2 separate regions of the Mus musculus genome follow, and region 1 is linked to region 2. Evidence: chromatin contacts called from public promoter capture Hi-C data. All regions are on one chromosome and are shown on one strand. Each heading gives the region's core, a stretch centred on a gene start, on an enhancer-like site or on the middle of the called end of the contact. The rest is flanking DNA. Distances are from core to core; before and after follow the strand shown. Region 1 has its middle 65 kb from the start of Adamts5. Region 2 holds the start of Adamts1 (a disintegrin-like and metallopeptidase (reprolysin type) with thrombospondin type 1 motif, 1).

Region 1 (6,564 bases), core at 3,728-6,227, 160 kb before region 2:
CTTGTATATGCTTAGAACAAAGCCTGCATCATCTGAAAAAGCAACAGATGTTTTTAACAGGTGAGGATCTTTTCATTCCTGAGAAACATCTCCTATATCATTAGTTCCAATTTGGACTATACACCACCCTTTCCCCACCTCCTGGAATGTTCTGGAAACCAAACTGGGGTGTTGAACGAGCACAGAAATGATGGAAGAAAGCAATGACAGACACAGGGACAGAGAAGATCTTGGATCAGTGGGCAGTACAAGCTCTAATGGAACCATACCAACTACACAGCAACTTGGAATGTCAGCTTGTTTATTATGTACATACTGTACAGAGGGAAGGAGTTGATCTCTGTAGGAAAGCTGGACACATCTAGGTGTCAAGGTATAAATATTGATGAGGAGAAAGCTGCAGTTTCTAATTTCTGCATACACTGCTAACAATTGTACTGGAACCAAAGGATGACTGCTGATTCTGAGGTTGACCCATATGGAGAAGGCTTTGCAATTTCCCATGGTCTGAGGCTTTCATGCTTAACATAGCTATGCCTGTTACTTCTACACATTAACTCTGGATTTCAACTGCTCTTTACAAGTTCAATCCCGGCTTCCTCCACATGCCCCAAACAATAGTGTATTGAAGGATAAATTTCCAAATTGTGGTATTTCTAGAAAATGGCGAGACATAAGAGATTGGACTTAATAGAATTTTAATTTTCTCCTAAGGGCAAGCATTCCTGAAGGAGATTTTAAGACCTCTCTCTCTCTCTCTCTCTCTCTCTCTCTCTCTCTCTCTCTCTCTAATTGCTGACTATAAAGAAATAGGAAACCTTTCTCGGTCATGTTCTCTGCTCTATGATATGCTGCCTAATCACACTCCTCAAGCAGCTGAGCTCACATGAACTTCCCAATGTAAGTTGACTACCTAAAACATATCTTGTGTGTATGAAATGCTAATCAATGCAGTCATCTGAGGCTCTACCAAAGAAGAGGGTGACAGAGACCAATGGAGAAATCAGCAGGACCCATGCTGTGGAGAACTTAGCTAACACAACCTGAAGGTCATGATTTTTAGCAGCCTTTTGCTTTTGCTTTTCTTTTAAGAGAAAGTCCAAGCCGTTAAGTAGGGACAGGTGGGTCAGGGGAGAACCTGGAAAGGGTTGGGGAAAGGGAAACAATATGATAAAATTATATTGTGTAGAATTCTCAAACTTTAAAAAAAAAGTTCCTAGTGAAATTTTACATGTAAATTTATATATACTTAGATTCATAAACTAGAAGAGCAATCATTTGAAAGACTTTCTCATGAAAATTATGCAAAGTGACTAATCATACAGTGAGCCTCTAGACACAGTGATTCTATGTAGTTCTTTTGTTTAGAACTATCTGAATGAAGCTGGAGTTATGGGACCCTTCTATCTCCAGTAGTGTCAACAAGAGAGCTCAACAGACACAGCTGTGCAAACCACAATTCATGAATGAGATCCATAGAGAAAGTATGTAGTTAATAAACCCTGAGGTTGCTGTGATTATGATTAATATTTAACATGTATCACATAAATACAGTTAAACAGTTAATAAAGTACACTGTATATGGATGATTTCATGTAAATTTTCCTCTCCCCCAGATCACACTTATCAGTCCTTTGTCTTGTACAGAATAATGCTTCATAGGGATTAACTGTACTCCCAACTATTTGGTAGACTAGGCTTAAATACTTGGACCCAGGACTTTGGGGCCTGTTTGAGCAACATAGTGAAATCCATATTCATGGAGAAGGTGACGCTTTTAACAGTATTCTTACCTAAAATGTAAAACAACAACTTAAGTAAGCAGTTGTCTAACTCGGTCATTAATAATGATCCTCCATGTAACCTCTAAATACAAGGCTCTTCCCACACAATAAAAATCTTTCTTCATGAAATTTCTCCCTAACACAGGATGAATATAAGAAACTAAGGGCTAGTTGAGAACATTCGTCAAAGGATTAATTATGTGGTATTATGTGAAAGGCAGGCTGACATTAGCCTTTGTAACAGTGTTAGAGGAAAGTGCTAACTCTGTAGCTTTTCTTTCTTTCCAACTTAAATCAAAAGTGGATAAGCATTGTATTATAATTCCCACTCCCCAAAACTGAGTTTATCTTGGAATAGAGGAAAAACAGGAATGAGCTACAACTGAAAGATTTTTTTCATTATATTTGAAACATATGTAAACAAGAAAAGCCAGGCTGAAAACCTATATAGCCTCTTCTTCAACCTTAGGGAGTTGAACACTTTAGCTACTACATGGAAAATAATCAAAATGGATTAGCCTCGTGGAACAAAAGAAATGACATTCTAAAGTCAAGTCACAAGCAACAAGATCCCATAGGAAGCAAATTCCATAAACGGAACTCTTCAACATCCCTTTGTTCTAGGTTTATCAGCATGAGGAGCTTAAGTTCACAGCCCCTTTGGAAAGAAAGCAAGCTGTGGCGCACACTCCTCTAAGTTCAGATCCCTTAATCCTCCTAAATTGCTCCTTCTTGTTTAGAAAGATCTGCTTACAGCCATCATTGTGCAAGTATAAACACAAATTCTCTCAGAGGGTCCTTTGTGCTTCAGATCTGCCAGACATCTCATGTCTCATTTTACAGGCTCACCCTTAGCACCACCATAAGCTTCTTTTAAAAACCAAACCATGATGTGTGTGGTGCATGTACAAATCATGGCAAGTCTGCCTTTCCCTATAAGGGCATTGGGTTTTTATTCCCATCACAATTCTTGTTTATAAATCACTAAATTTATAGCCAGCCTCAACCATCTGCAGGCATCGCTTCTTCCCCCCCCCCTGCTTTTTTTTTTTTTTTTTTTTTTAGGAAAACTACAGCTCACTGGAGAAGATATTGCCTCCCGTTAAGCTTTAGGTGGAGTCTTGCGTTCTGTGTCTTTACTACTGAAGTAGCTCTCACATAGGACTAAACACTGCCAAGAAAACCAGGGTGAGGGACTTCGATGCTAAAACTGTAATATTTGTGAAGGATTCTAATACTTTTAAGACAGGAAAACAGAAATCTAAGTCAATGGCTTTACTAATTTAGTGTTTACTGACTGACCATTGCTCCATTTTATTTGGCTTTCATAGAAACACAGACTCCTATAGCTAGGAGAAACCCTGAGGTTTTTACAGAATACGGCATGGTGATTTTAAAGAGAGGGTCCTGCATCTCAAACCTCTAATTGAACCTTTTCTGGAAGTAGAGCCGGAATGTCTCATCTTGGAATTTTACAGCATGCCCACTGCCTGCTCAACCGTACTCTGACTCATATTCCTCAGCCAAGGTCTAATGACAGGTTTCATGTCACAGACACATTGCAGGGATTACACAGAATATTTGACCTGGAAGTATACTACTAGCACATTAGTAAACATAACCCAAGTGCAGGAGACTTTGTTTCTTCAATTTAACAAGGGCTTTAAAGTACAAGTACGAAGGTCCCTTTTAAAGCTACTTTCAAACTTTTACAATGGCACAGTATCAAGAAAGAGATTGCAGGCTGGTAAGAGGGCTCAGTTGGTAAAGGCACACACGCAGCAAGCCTAAAAACCTATTTTCAATCCCAGGAACTCACGTATTAGAAAAAGAGAATCAGTCAACCTCTGCAAGTTATGAGTGACATATCTCATAATTTGACACATGCTTATCCACATATATATACACATAGAATAAACAAAATAATAAATTATTAAATAGCATTATACTTTACATAAGATCCCCTCTCTCTTTCTCTCTCTCTCTCTCTCTCTTTCTCTCACTCTCTCTCCACACACACACACAGAGAGAGAGAGAGAGAGAGAGAGAGAGAGAGAGAGAGAGAGAGAGAGAGAGTCTTAAGACAGCCTGAAACTGTTCAACACATCTTCAATTTGTCGTGATTATGACTCTAGCATTGTCAATCACTTACAGTAGACTGGATTGCTTCCTGGTAAATTTCAGAACTTGAAGTTCTTATCTTATAGATGACTTTATTTGAAGGGTTTTTTTCAGGGTATATTTAATAAATATTAAATAACATGTAAGCATAATGTCCAGCAGGACGGCGACCTTACAAAAGCAGAAAACGAGATTAGTGCATGGTCACAAAACCACTGAAAGGTTGTATGAACCTACAGCATGGAGACAACATCTGCAAATTGGAAAGAGAAAACTTGCCAGAAACACAAATGGTAGAATCTTGATAGTGGAGCCAATCTGCAGAACCATCAAAGAATACAGCTCTCCCGTTGATAGCTTCCAAACGGACCAATAACCATCTGCCCAGAAAAGTCTACTGAAAGCTGCTAATATAAGAAATGTGAATAAGCATGAAGTTTGTGTTAATAGAAGTCAGGCTATGTTTTAAAAGCCAGCCATGCATGTTTGGGTAGCGACTTTCCACGTCGCCCCCTGACACATCTGGCTTTAACAGATTGCCAACATGACGTGCAGCAACAAACACAAAAACAACAACAACTCAACCAGATCCTTAACATCCTGATTATATCCAACGAAAACATGTGCCCTGTTCCAGAGCAATAAAAAGTGTTGTGCTGTTGTTCTTATTTCTAAATATATAACAGGTCTTGAAAAAAAAATATCTCATCCTTTCATCGGGAAAACCAAAAATATCTTTAAAGAGGAGACTCTTTGCAACTTGCTTCCTCCTCTTGTTAAACTCTAGGCTGATTTGTTCTTGGGGTTGGTGACAGGATGCCACCACACTAGGATTCTTTTCTGCTAGTGGAGCATTGTCCCAGCTGACACTGCCTGAGTAGTAATTATTTAAAGTTCTTTCCCCTTCCTCTACAGCTCTTAGTTGCAAGTATTTTCTCCCCAAACTGTTTCTCTTTTGTGTTGCCAGAAAAATCCAGGCTCTTTTTCAATGATTAGATTACCAGCCAGTGACTTTCCTTTGTTGAAAGGACAAGCTTTCTAACAAAGGAGGTGCCTTTCAGGGTAAAGTGCAATGCATCCATGCAGTGCAGAGGTTATAAGGCAGCAGTCTTCACACAGCAAAGCAACCATAAGGTACACTGACTGCAGCTTGGGATTTCTCTGCCTCTTTGTCTGTGTTTTTCTGCCTCTCTGCCTTCTGTAATGCAGAGAGCTGAACTTAGGGCCTTTCTGGCCAAACATTCCACTCCTGTGGGGTATCCACCAGAGAAGACTGCTCCTACACAACTTTAAGCCAATAGAAAGTCTTTATTAGGCAGCTGGTGACTACACTGCTCATTCAGTCTCCCTGAGCCTTTCTCTGAGTGAACTTTTTAAGCACAAAAATTGTATCCTGGGTTGACGTACTTCAGTTAACAAAAACAGTTAGCCAGAAATAGAAATAGAAAATCCAACATGGAAGGTTAGTACTTTTAGAGACCTTCCCAGAACCATGAACTTTGATGGACTTCTCCTTTGTTTTCATTTTGTCAGATGGTGCTATCTACACGCTAAGTTTTGTGGTTGGAATGGCAGTTCCTTCATGGAGCCAGTAGTGCTAAAGTCTGGGGGCTTGTTACACTACCACTGGGCTATTTCATCCCCAGTCTTCATCTTTACCAAGAGAGAAACACAGGAAGAGGCCCTCTATTCACTCTTCTCAAATAACATTCAGTGTATTAATAACAAAGGTTTTAGTTTAAATGTAAAAAAGGGGGGAGGGGGCTAAAGAGATGGCTCAGCAGCTAAAAGCTCTTGCTGCTATTCCAGCAGTAAACCCAGCTCCCAAGTAGGCACCTACAATCATTTGTAACTTCAGTTCCAGTGTGGCCAACATGTTATTCTAGTCTTCATAGGCACCGCACACATACAAACTATGCAAACACACATGCAAGCAAAACATAAATTAAGTTAAAAATAAGGGAAAAAAAAAACTAAAAAGATGTCTCTATAAATTGAAGAAAAGCCCTTGGACTCACTTCCATTGTAAAGGAATGAAGATAATGGTCTTGTTTATATATCACCATTCTTCTTTTCCTTGCTTTAAACTATGTCTCAAAATTGAAAAGTTCTGAATTTCTTCAATGCCTTTTCCCATAAATATATTGCAGAAAATTTCTCTTAGCATCAGGGGCACATGTTATTTATAAGACTTATCAAAACACTAGAAGAAAACCAAAGAGGACCTGTGAAAGTTTTGACAGTTCACTTCATCCCCATTCTAAGAACATTGTTACTTCATAGATCGTTTCAAGTGAGTGACGTAGGTTTTCAAATCATATCTGTGACTTCAGTCCTACTGAGTTGACTGCCAACTCATATCTATTATATTTCTCTCTCCCATAAAAACCATCTCAGAGCATGAGGGCCTGTCAGTTTCAGATAGAAACTAGGGGCAATATGAAGTAGAGGATTCTGGGAAATGACACCTAAGAGAAGGAGGTAGAGGCAATGCAGTCTTGTCTGTGGACAATGAAGTGGAGGTGTATGTGAGAAAGTTGAGTAAGGTGTCACGTGATTCACTGGAATGATGGCCTCTGATTACAAGGTCAACATTATTTTAACCTTATCAGTACCATGCTGTAGACTTTAGGGAATTATGGTGCATTCTGCATCTGTG
Region 2 (6,022 bases), core at 62-2,561:
TTGGGCTGTGGTTCTCAAGCTTGTCCTAATGCCTTTCCGCCAGTGAGAGCATTGTGAACTATTTCCTTCCTCTGGGTCACAGAACCCCTCCCTCTTTCTCAGTTCAGGAGCCTCTCTCGACTTTTTCTTAGGGGCCGGGGTTGGAAGGGCTCAGCTTTTGTGACTTTCGTAACGCGGATGCTGCCTTTCCCTTCCCGGTAGGAAGCGGGGAGGGGGGGGGAGGGGAACTCGGTTTCCTTCCACCCCATCACCCAACCCTCCTTCCCCCCACACCGTTCCCCCCCGCCGCCGCTTTGGACTTGATACTGAAGTGGGGAATCTTAGATGCATCTGTCCGCCTGGCCTGCGGCCTGCAGCAGCTGCTGTTAAGATTTTGGAAGAACGCAGACTAGAAGGGAGTTGCTTCTCCAATGAAGAAGAGAAAGCAGAAATCCCTTTTTTTTTTTTTTTTTTTTTTTTTTTTGTCTCTAGGGAACTAAAGCTGGTTCCAGATAGACTATTCTGGAAAAAGCCAAGATACACACACACACACACACACACACACACACACACACATCGCCCCACCCCCACCCCCCACCCCAGAGGTCTCTAGGTAGGACTTGAGGAAACTGTTAAGGTCGTTCCACGTGGATTTTTAGAATCCAGAGTTGGAGAGGTGCTCTATGAACCACCACCACCACCACCACACACACACACACACACACACTCTCTCTCTCTCTCTCTCTCTCTCTCTCTTCCTCTCTCTTTCTTTTCTCTTCCTGAGAAGCGCAGAATCAACACTTTGCCCAAGAAAAGCTGGGGTAAAGAGAAGGACGCTTTAGCCATGGTGCCCATGGAAACGTAGACGAGACGGAAAAGTAGGGTGCTTTTTAAGAAAAGGCAGCTGTAGCTAATAGCCCACTTTGGGGCAGAAGAGGCTCTGACTAGGGGAGAAAAGGAATGTTGAGGAATCTTTTCAATTCGACCCTCTTTCTTGGAAACTGCAGCCCAGCCGGGGCACAGGAAGGGCGACAGGAAGCAGGGTGGTCCGGGAATCAGCAGCCGAGAGATGAAGTTAAAGGTTCACTCTTTTCCCCAGAGCAGCCAGCGCTGTACAAAGTGCTGGTCCCAGCGCTGTTTCGGCGTCTTACACCCCCAGAGTGACGAGCTGTGGCGTGAGGCCAGGGCGGAGGCTGCCCCCTCCCCCTTCAGGCCCCGAGGCGCAGAGCTCGGTTTAGCACCGACTGAGCTCAGGGGGCGGTGTCGCAGTGTTGGGGGAAGGAGGGGCTCCTATGTGGCTATAAAGGGGCGGCCGGGGCTGCCTGGTCCTTGCACTCGCTAGAAAGCAGCTCCGAGCTAGGTGCTATCGCAAGGCCAGAGCGCACAGCCCGGCGGAGAGAGCAGATCCTTGCTCAGATCGAGTCAAATCGGGGCCAAGGCGGAGGACGAAGAGTCCAGGCTCCTATTCTGGACTTGTTCCCCAGCTCCGGGGGCGCTTCTAGGTCCTGCAGCAGCCAGCAGTGCGGAGCCACCAACTCGGTGCTGGAATGAAAAAATTCCCGCGCGCCAGTGCAGAATCTTTCTAAGTGACCCGGAGCTTCGGGTGCTAGCTCTGCACGAACTTTCCCATCAAAGTGATCGTGAATTTTAAGCATCAGGAGCAGGCCAGCGAAGCTCTACGCGTCTAAACGTCTATCCAGACCAAGAGTTCTCTGCGGTGCAGGGTGCGGTGCCATGCAGCCAAAAGTCCCTTTGGGGTCACGCAAGCAGAAGCCCTGCTCCGACATGGGGGACGTCCAGCGGGCAGCGAGATCTCGGGGCTCTCTGTCCGCACACATGCTGTTGCTGCTCCTCGCTTCCATAACAATGCTGCTATGTGCGCGGGGCGCACACGGGCGCCCCACGGAGGAAGATGAGGAGCTGGTCCTGCCCTCGCTGGAGCGCGCCCCGGGCCACGATTCCACCACCACACGCCTTCGTCTGGACGCCTTTGGCCAGCAGCTACATCTGAAGTTGCAGCCGGACAGCGGTTTCTTGGCGCCTGGCTTCACCCTGCAGACTGTGGGGCGCAGTCCCGGGTCCGAGGCACAACATCTGGACCCCACCGGGGACCTGGCTCACTGCTTCTACTCTGGCACGGTGAACGGTGATCCCGGCTCTGCCGCAGCCCTCAGCCTCTGTGAAGGTGTGCGTGGTGCCTTCTACCTACAAGGAGAGGAGTTCTTCATTCAGCCAGCGCCTGGAGTGGCCACCGAGCGCCTGGCCCCTGCCGTGCCCGAGGAGGAGTCATCCGCACGGCCGCAGTTCCACATCCTGAGGCGAAGGCGGCGGGGCAGTGGCGGCGCCAAGTGCGGCGTCATGGACGACGAGACCCTGCCAACCAGCGACTCGCGACCCGAGAGCCAGAACACCCGGAACCAGTGGCCTGTGCGGGACCCCACGCCTCAGGACGCGGGAAAGCCATCAGGTATAAGAGTGACCCCCATCTCTCAGTCTTTACGAGGCGTGACTTGGGGTCACACTCCAGATCGCCTCTAAATGCGAATGACTCAGACTTGCAGTGAATTGAAGTTCTGGGTCGTGACCTTCCCGCTCCCCCCCCCAAAAAAAGTGTGACCATACTCTGCTAGAACACTTATTTGCCCGAATAGTTAATAATTTGAGAAAGAGAGAAAGAATCGGAGGTCCTGTAGATAAGGGCTAAGCGTTTCCTCCGCGAAGCCAATAACCCGACTCCTTACACTGAAGAATCTCTCTCCATCCCTTTAATGCCTTTAGTGAATGTATGAGTTCACTTTAACTAGGTTGTAGTTTCGCGCTGAGTTTTGTAACGTCAGTCCGTGTGAGCACGTAGCGCTCAAAGGAGGGCGGAGTAGAGGAGCCATGGTGACCTGGATGTGCGTTCAGGAGCCTGGGCAACGGCAGTGGTGATCTCATTTCTGTGGCCTTCCGTCTGTCCCCTTCCCCCATTTGAAAAGCTGACCCCGATGGCTGGTGGCTCCGTTGGGCCCCTCTGCAGAACCTGCTTGGGAGGTCTTTGCTTGGCTCGCCCCGCCTCCACGCGCCTCCTACCTCGGCCTCGTTGCTCGCACTCCCTCTCCCGGCAGAGGTTGGACTCCCCAGCGCTGAGGAATGTTAGCCTGGACTGATCCTCCCTGCTACACATTCGCCTGACTCTGCCGTGTTCAGTCCCTACCAGCCAGTTAGTTCTTTTTAATCATTCAAATTTCTTTTTGCCCTTTTCTAGATTTCTCCCTCTTTTCCGACTTGTCCCTAGGAGCTGGTATTCATATCCTACTTTACGATTTCTCTGACCGCTGAGTCTCAGCAGCCCGAAAAAGGCCATTTTCCAAATTGGCAACCCTGGTTTGAGAAAGGAACTTATTCCCCCCGGGGCACTGGGAGTGAGAGGAGGCAGGAACACACTGCTGGGCAGAGTGGGTGGTCCTAGTGCCCGGAACTGGATCAAGCAGAGAACCCCCTGGGACCCCTTGAATGAGAGAGCTGAGCCTTACAGACTGAGACTCCTCAAGCCCCACCCCTTGGCTGAGGCTCCCCGCCCTGCCCCATGCCTTCCACGTGGAGCTGGATGATCTCATTCGGGATTTCAGCCCTGGCTTCAATAGTGAAAGGGTGACTCAGGGCGCTCCGCCTGCTTCTCTTGCCAAGTTTTTACTACAGCTGGGTAGAAATGATAGCCATACTGCCTCACTCAGGCTGTGGAGTCTTCAAAGACCACAAAAGAAATCCTGCGGACACATATATAGACAGTTTGATCACTCTGTTGCTTTTTTTGTTTTGTTTTGTTTTGTTTTATTTAAAGCAAAAGAAAAAAAACTTAAAAATAACATTCACAGTTTTTAGAAGATGCAAATATTTGTTTTATTTTTGTTCCAGGTGTATTTCAGTTTTATTTACTTTGACTAGGTTGACTTTCCTAATATACCCCGAGAAGGTCACTATTAGGAGAAGGACTGCCCATGAGCAAACTTCCTTTTCTTTTTACAGGACCAGGAAGCATAAGGAAGAAGCGATTTGTGTCCAGCCCCCGTTATGTGGAAACCATGCTCGTAGCTGACCAGTCCATGGCCGACTTCCACGGCAGCGGTCTAAAGCATTACCTTCTAACCCTGTTCTCGGTGGCAGCCAGGTTTTACAAGCATCCCAGCATTAGGAATTCAATTAGCCTGGTGGTGGTGAAGATCTTGGTCATATACGAGGAGCAGAAGGGACCAGAAGTTACCTCCAATGCAGCTCTCACCCTTCGGAATTTCTGCAGCTGGCAGAAACAACACAACAGCCCCAGTGACCGGGATCCAGAGCACTATGACACTGCAATTCTGTTCACCAGACAGGTAAGACAAGAGCTTATCAACCATTTCCTCAACTCAACTCGGAGGTCAGCCTTGTGTTGGATGGGATGAGAGGGTGGGGGTGTGGCAGAGAGGAAACCCGGAAGGGGGATAACATTTGAAATGTAAACAAAATAACCAGTTAAAAAAAAAAAAGGCATCTCATCTGTATTGCCTCATTTCCTTTCGGTTATAGGCTAGCTCAATCTGTCTTGCTTATTTCTATTTTAAATTTCCACATCTCAAGTTCCACAGTTCTATTTTAAAAGCATTACAGGGAATCTTGCTTTAGAGTCAGTCCTTCAAGTCCAGCAATAATGAATGGACAGGCTTCAAAGTGCATGTGAAGACATGCCCAACTGAAGAGCTAAGTATCAAGTCCACTCTCTCCTACTTAAAAGGGATTTCCCTTGCCTCTTTGTAGGATTTATGTGGCTCCCACACGTGTGACACTCTCGGAATGGCAGATGTTGGAACCGTATGTGACCCCAGCAGGAGCTGCTCAGTCATAGAAGATGATGGTTTGCAAGCCGCCTTCACCACAGCCCATGAATTGGGTAAGTCGGCTTCAGAGTACAAGTTAAGCCCAAATGCATGGATACAACCCAATAAGTCAATCTGATGTGAGAGAGAGAAAACATCTCAGACTATGTTGCTACCTCAGCCACCAGCAATTTTAGAAGGGGTAGGGTATATTTTCCACAATTTCAAGTATGGTCTTACTAGGACAGGAGAAAGTGGTACAAACATTTGAACGTTGACATTTTTATACTTGCCCTGATCAAAGTGAGTATGAGCCCCAATACAGGTTGTCTAATAAGAGAGCCATTGAGCCTCACTCAATCATACAGCTTAATGTCCTTCTTGTCTGCTTCCCAGGCCATGTGTTTAACATGCCGCACGATGATGCTAAGCACTGTGCCAGCTTGAATGGTGTGAGTGGCGATTCTCATCTGATGGCCTCGATGCTCTCCAGCTTAGACCATAGCCAGCCCTGGTCACCTTGCAGTGCCTACATGGTCACGTCCTTCCTAGATAATGGACACGGTAAGATAACAGCTCCTCTTTCCAGATGGTGTTCAACCTTCCTTGTGTAGGGCTCTCTCTGGCTAAGTGAGCTCCATGGCTCTTGCTCATTTCCCCTCCTTCAGAGTTTTCTCTGGCAGGATCATAAGTAGTAGATCTTTACCTCCATTGCATCCTGCTCCCAAAGTCCATTCATTCATAAACAATAACTTCTCGCCATTGTAAAATCAGAAGTCCCCTATTGAGGATAACGTCTCGATAAAAATCTAAAGTTCCCTAGCATTGATTTTCCCAAAAATGCATGATTTCACCAAACATGTATTAATAATTGCCTCTTTTTTCTTTTCCTTTTTTTTTTTTATTATTTTAGGGGAATGTTTGATGGACAAGCCCCAGAATCCAATCAAGCTCCCTTCTGATCTTCCCGGTACCTTGTACGATGCCAACCGCCAGTGTCAGTTTACATTCGGAGAGGAATCCAAGCACTGCCCTGATGCAGCCAGCACATGTACTACCCTGTGGTGCACTGGCACCTCCGGTGGCTTACTGGTGTGCCAAACAAAACACTTCCCTTGGGCAGATGGCACCAGCTGTGGAGAAGGGAAGTGGTGTGTCAGTGGCAAGTGCGTGAACAAGACAGACATGAAGCATTTTGCTGTGAGTTT

The links. Promoter capture Hi-C pulls out the DNA fragments that hold promoters and counts their contacts.
Region 1: a contact with region 2 is called in a promoter capture Hi-C map of cranial neural crest, with 2.3 times the contacts expected there. The contact joins the enhancer-like site here to the promoter of Adamts1 in region 2. A contact is called at or near these places in 1 of 39 promoter capture datasets (cranial neural crest), 3 of 484 Hi-C or Micro-C datasets (the C2C12 cell line, nephron progenitors and undifferentiated spermatogonia) and 2 of 9 other capture datasets (adipose tissue and pancreatic islet).

What each region holds. Positions count from the first base shown.
Region 1 is chr16:85,963,179-85,969,742 of GRCm38.p6, reverse strand. No RefSeq gene overlaps it. Among named protein-coding and RNA genes, the nearest start is that of Adamts5, 65 kb to the right of the region's middle. Within about 2 kb of position 4,977, at least 21 of the 459 cell types and tissues checked have an H3K27ac peak or open chromatin away from gene starts, as enhancers often do.
Region 2 is chr16:85,798,402-85,804,423 of GRCm38.p6, reverse strand. Adamts1 (a disintegrin-like and metallopeptidase (reprolysin type) with thrombospondin type 1 motif, 1) reads left to right here and starts at 1,311. Exons shown (of 9, transcript NM_009621.5): 1 at 1,311-2,446; 2 at 3,988-4,334; 3 at 4,756-4,888; 4 at 5,211-5,378; 5 at 5,728-6,014. The coding sequence starts at 1,714.